Linked DNA regions of Rattus norvegicus: region 1 is linked to region 2. Evidence: chromatin contacts called from public Hi-C data. All regions are on one chromosome and are shown on one strand. Each heading gives the region's core, a stretch centred on a gene start, on an enhancer-like site or on the middle of the called end of the contact. The rest is flanking DNA. Distances are from core to core; before and after follow the strand shown. Region 1 overlaps Prkce (protein kinase C, epsilon). Region 2 overlaps Epas1 (endothelial PAS domain protein 1).

The links. Hi-C and Micro-C count contacts between places; a contact is called where the count stands out from the background.
Region 1: a Hi-C map of psoas muscle shows a contact between it and region 2, with 2.1 times the contacts expected there. The contact joins two enhancer-like sites. A contact is called at or near these places in 6 of 12 Hi-C or Micro-C datasets (Schwann cells, frontal cortex, kidney and 2 more).

The regions. Positions count from the first base shown.
Region 1 is chr6:13,867,362-13,870,433 of GRCr8, forward strand. All of the region lies in intron 10 of Prkce (protein kinase C, epsilon), which reads right to left. Among named protein-coding and RNA genes, the nearest start is that of Prkcel1, 61 kb to the right of the region's middle. Within about 2 kb of position 1,705, at least 23 of the 93 cell types and tissues checked have an H3K27ac peak or open chromatin away from gene starts, as enhancers often do.
Region 2 is chr6:13,575,213-13,578,262 of GRCr8, forward strand. The region is part of intron 2 of Epas1 (endothelial PAS domain protein 1); the gene reads right to left. Among named protein-coding and RNA genes, the nearest start is that of Epas1, 48 kb to the right of the region's middle. Within about 2 kb of position 1,464, at least 35 of the 93 cell types and tissues checked have an H3K27ac peak or open chromatin away from gene starts, as enhancers often do.

The DNA.
Region 1 (3,072 bases), core at 455-2,954, 290 kb after region 2:
GGCCCTCTTCTACCCCAGGAGGCAAACGTGGTGCTGTGATCTGAATCCCAGCTCTGTCTTGCTGGGGATGTTAATATGAAGCTGGACAAAGTGGGGCTGCTCTGTCAGATGGGAAAGCGGCAATGGAGTTCCATCCGGCTACAACACGCATGGGGTCTGCATGAGCACACACGCACACACCCTACCTCAACAAGGCACCTCCACGAACCCTGAGTGTGAATATAAAAATTAGCAGCATTGGAGTGAGCAAAGAGGTGAGCAGAATGAGTGTGCCCCTTCATGTTGGAAAACGTGCCAAACAGACCCACGTGGAAGAATACACACACACACACACACACACACACACACACACACACACACACACAAGTGTATAAATGTGTCTATCACTTCGTCCCCAAAGTTAGAGAATTTGTTTTTTGGCTTGGGTGTTTTGTTTGTTTGATCTTTCTTTGAGTCAATCTTCATATACAGAGAGAGTCGCCTCAAACTTTCTATCCTCCTGCCTCAGCCTCCAAGTGTTCAAAGGTGATAAATCCTATGTTTATTTTACCATAATAAAATGTGGAAATATAGAAGAAAATCTTCTTTCCGTGTTTCCTTACATGTAAAGAAGCTACCTTATGTGACAGACTCTAGACTAAGAGGCAGCACTCCTCCCTGTCTGCCCTGAGGTGGGCACACTGGAGCAAAGTGAGCCCTATAACTTTGCACTTCATTCTAGAATGGGTCCTTGCTTCAAGACCTGGGTGACCACTTTCTTCATGCAGCCTGATTGGTATGAAATTATGCGGCCCCTCTACTTGCACTCTTATCCCCCTCTCCACGTCCCTCGGCTCTCCTCAGGCAACGGAGATTGGCACTCAGTGACTTTACACACCGACCCTCCTATCAGAGTCTCCATAAGCCCTCAGTCACTTGCAGGCCACAGGGCCCTGAGTGTAAATTGGCTAAGGAAGAGAAATGGCATTGCCGCCCACCCATCCTGCTCACACAGGATGTTCTTCAGCACCAAGATGTGCTTCCTCGCATCACTGGATAAGACACTGTGTCACACAGAGCCCAAAGCATCCACGTAGACTCTCTTCACCTAACGCTGGAGAGCATTACCAAGCCCAGCACTACCACTTCCAATCTTCTACTGTCGAGCCCGTAGCATAGAGTCCCGAGGGCTGCTAATCCAAACCATCTAGAGGTATTGAACATCGAGGGCTTTTGTTTTCTAGAAACAGCCAGCAAAGGGGCCAAAAGCCCTCCAACTCCTCCCAGGCCCCACCACCCCAATGTCACCTGGCCTAGCAGGATCATGGCCTACCCTTCAGGTTGCTTTCTCCGTTCTCTTAGGTGGCCTGATTATTCACTAGATCTTTCTCTCTCCTGGTCACCTTGTACCCCCGCCATCCCTTCTTTTCTTTAGGGTTTGCAGTTTTGTTAAAAGTTAAAAAAAATTAGAGTTCTTTGAAACTACAAATCCTCTACTATGTTGTCAACACTTGCTCCAGGCAGCTCTCCCCTTGCCCACAGAGATGATTAAATCACATTTGAAAAACATCACCAGTTGCTTTTTAAGGATTCTCCACGCCACCCGTTCCCCAGGGCTGGAGGGAGGCTGGTGGGCGGGTGGAGATCCTGTAGAGGCTCAGCCCCATTCCCAGTTTCCCTCACAGCAAAGTCCTCCAGGATTTGGCTTCCCAGGCCTGGCAGGAAATGCCAGAGGGTGGGGGATGGGTACAGTGTGCAGAGATGCAAGTTTTAAAGAGGCAATGCCACGGGTGAGACTGGCCAAGTCGGGTTTTGTGGGATCCAGTTGGAAGGGATGGTTTTGTAATGGGGATGATAAAACACAAACACACAACATCTAGAAGGGCCTGGGAATTTTAGTTTTCTGTTAACCACAAAAATCAAAATAAATCTATCTCTTGGGAGCCCTCTGAGCTCCAGAGGCCAATGGAACAGGAGATTTCTGAAAAAGGAGCTTCTGTACCAGGTTCACACCTGGAGCAGGAAGGCCATGCTCTTTAGCACCAAGAGGGACACTTCAGTCCCTAACGAGGGTCCCCAGCACTGCCATGCTCCTTTCCCTCAGCCTCTGACTCCACAAGAGTCTGTTCTCCTTATTTTCTCAGTATGCACCCTTCCCCACAAACCTCACCTCTTTTTCCTTATCATTTGTCCGCAAAGAAGCAGGAGAACGGAGCTGTGAAACCTAGTGTGGGGAACACGTCAAGATGAACTCTAGAAAGGACTTTGGAGCCCATCTCTAGGTGCCCACCTTCTTCCCAATGCTTGCCCTATTTCAAGGGCCAGCTCTGTAGCTTCCGTAGCCTGATTTAGGTTCTCTAGAAACTCAAAACCACAGCAGGATCTCAAGTCTAGCACAAGGCCTGAACTTGATGGGTATGTATTTGTGGTTTTATTGACTGGCCTATCTGCCCATTCTCATTAGTGCTGGGTGCCAGAATCGTTTTATTTGCTTTTTATTTCCCAGAGTCTGTGCAAGAAGACTACGGCACAGCCAAGGACAGAACAGCTTTGTAGACAGAAATCTTTTTTTTTTTTTTTGGTTCTTTTTTTCGGAGCTGGGGACCGAACCCAGGGCCTTGCGCTTCCTAGGCAAGCGCTCTACCACTGAGCTAAATCCCCAACCCCGTAGACAGAAATCTTAAGTCACTATTTGAATTCAGCATGGTCCCCCAGCAGGCTGCAGCTGCCAGACTCGACTGGGCCATTATGGTTACTGTTGATGGCTCTGCACGGTGATCATTGCTGGATGCCGGAAAAGACACAGGGCCTTCCTTACTCTACACCCTTCCACGCTCTGCCAGCCGGTCTGTACCCATCTTAAAGCGCTGCACAATCTGCTGGGATGCTCTCAAGGAAGTTTCTGGGAGAGCCATTCCTCCCCATATCCTAGAAACCGAGTCTATTGGTGACTTTTCCATTGTTGTAACCAGACACCATGACCAAGGCCACCTAAGAGTAAAGAGTTTCTTGGTGCTTATGGTTCCAGAGGGGTGGAGTCCATGATGGCATAGCAAAGATGTGGCAGCGGAAGCAGTGGGCTGGGGGCTCAGA
Region 2 (3,050 bases), core at 214-2,713:
GGGATAACATTTGAAATGTAAATACATAAACTATCCAATTAAAAAAAAAACTTGGAACCCCCTGCAGAAAAATTAAGCTGAGCCGGGAGCCCAAGACTGAGGTCTTGGAGGAGAACCAGGAGACTGCACCCCACCCAGGGTAGTGCTGGAAGGTCCCCCTCCCACCCCCATGTTTCCTTCCTAATTCAGAGGAGCTGGGAAAGTGACTTTCTTCCTTTAAAAAAATAAAAAACAAAACCATGTTCAGAGAGGGTCAAAGCTGTCGCTTCAGGGAGCACATGATGAAGACTATCTCCCATGTGGGGAAAACCAGCCAGGCTGGGCAAGGCTGCCTGACCTAGGAAATGGGCAAGGAGGTGGCCACTTTCTCCCGACAAACACAGGCCAGCCCTGAGGCCTACTGAGAATTTATTTTCTCTTCAGCTTCTTTGATCTCAGTGGCAACACTGACTTCAAAATCTGGAGTAACCCCAAGACAACCTATTTGGGTTAACTAGACCCAGAAAAAATAGCTCTGCTTAAAGTTTCCTGTTTTTAACAGGCCCAGCACAGCCAAGTCAGCTTTCCGAAGTGTCCAGTCTGCTTACTTCCAGGAGGTGGCGAAATTGGCTACAGTGGTGGGTTGACTGCCCTTTGGAAAGGAAGGAGAAGGGTGCTCTGGGGCCACAGACACAGAACATCTTGAGACTGAAGTCACAATGGCTACAGGATCAAGGACGTCAGCAGCCCCCCTCCTTCCCTGGGACCCTGGAGAAGCCGGGCTTGGGCATGGCTTCTTCCGTCAGTGGAACTGTTTGCTCTTGTAGCACCTGCTTGTCCTCCTGGGAGTCTCTGAAGGAACTTGGCCAGGTCACTCCCAGCCCGGAAGAGAGAGGCAGACATCCCCCTGCTGCACCCAGAACCTGAACCTTGTGTCACATCTCTGCTGAGAACTGTTCTGCCTGGCGGCTGTGCACAGTAAACACTGGGCTTGGGGAAAGCTCGCTCACTGCAGTTCCTAAGCTTTTCCTCCATGTCTTCCCTGGCTGGTGAAAGGGATCATTGGCTCACCAGTGGCACTCATTACAAGTTCAGTCCTATCCTGTGGAGAACTGGGGCTACTGCAAGGAGGGATACAATCCCACCCTTCAGGAACCAACCAACTGCCAGGGAAGGCATCTGTTCAAGAGTCTAAGCCCCTCCTGGGAAGGTTAATAAACAACAGAGTAAACCGTTGGTACAAAATAAAATCGGTGCTTGCTAAGACGGCTGGGCCGTCTAATTATCAGGTTCTACATCCTGGCCATTTGCTTCCCAGGACCTGTCAGGATTCGAATCTCAAAGAACTGTGGTAGAGACAAACCGTCTTCACTGAGAAGGAGCACAAGATTCTTTAATGCTAAAAATAGCCCCAGTAAACAGGCTTTGATGGTTCCCACAGCCAGGATATGTGCAGCTGAGAAGGTTGTGGAGCACCTTTTCCGGAGCTCCGTTCATTTCCTTTAGGCAGCACCGCCCAAGTTGAGCGGCACACCAGAACGCTGGAGCCACTTGCCTTGGGCGAACTAACAGGTGGCAGAGCAGGCGCCTTCAGACTGGGTCTTTGAGGCCAGGCTGTGCCAGCAGCTAGGCTGCTACATTCTTACTTACATTTTACATTACCATCAGCATGAGTCTTCTTCCTCTTCGGGAAACACTAAAACTGCTACATTGTTCCTAACAAGCTCCGATACAGGATTCCTACTTCAGGGGTGCTTGGTACTTAGTTATCTCTGCAGGGTTTTCCGGTTCAAAGGGTTTGCCTTGGCAGTGCCTCCCCTCCTAGCACCACAGTCCCCATGCCTTCCAGGCACACTGACAGCAAATGTAGCCCCACACAGAGCGGCAAGGAAAGAGCATGGGCCACTTACTGTCTCTTCCGCTGTACCCTATGCCCCACTGTGGGCAGGCTTGGGCTATCTCACACCTTCAGCAGAATGACAGATTCCACCTGACCTTGCTGCTCTCCTGGTGTGCCCCACAAGTCCGGCACTGGAATTTTTTATTTTGTTCCACACCAGCTCACCTCACCCTTACTCGCTGCACTGGCATTCATAAAATGCTATGCGGAGTTAGTCAGCTGCTGTCTACTGACTGGCCAGACTCTGCTTTAAGGGAACGCTACAAGCAATGCTAGACTTTCTTGAAGGGGCTGCTGGCTGCTCTCAGCCAGTAACATCCTGGCATGAATCATCCTACTGGCCTTCTTCCAAACAGGACAGAAAATGCCTTGATTTTGAGTATAGGTGGGGCCGGGGAGTGGGACAGCAAAACAATTGGGATGAGAACCAGGGGAAACAGGTCTTACCACCATGAGGCATAAGAGGGCACAGAAATCGCATCTGCTGCCGTAACTCTCCCCCCTTTGTCCCACTTTTCCTGATAGATAGATAGATAGGTCATGATGAAAACTTTAAAATCATGTCCTGGATTTTAACGTCCCGGGGATTAGAGAATCATATCCTGCGCAGACTATGCGTCTTCACTAGTCAAATGCCGGGAATCAAATAAATTCAAATTAAAATAATCAAAAATAAGCCTGACATTTATATCTAGAAACCTGGCTGTGTGCTGATCTCCAACTCTAAAGTAATGAGAATTTGTTGGGTTTTTTGTTTGTTTGTTTGTTTGTTTTGTTTTGTTTTTAACCAGGTATGAGTCTGAGGAAGCCTCCAGTTAGAATTGGGGTGAATGCACACTCTGCACATTTACTGTGATCTAAAGCTCTCCCTCAGTCCCAGAGCGCAGGGCTCATCTTGAAAGAGGATTTAAGACAATCAAGTGATATTTCCACTCATGTTCCCGCCACAGTGTGTTCTGTCCTCTCCGGCCAGTGTTGAAGCAAGTATCATAACGCTATTGTTTCGGTTTGTTTCCTGTGATATGGATCTCAACTGTGGCCCGACTCAGCCTGGAGTTCTCAGTGCGGAGGCTTCCTCCCCAACATTCCCACACACAACAGCCTACTGTGAAAATCAAAGGAAGTGTGTTGCTAAGTAAAGAAGAACCACTCCTGATGCTAAGCCTGGCAT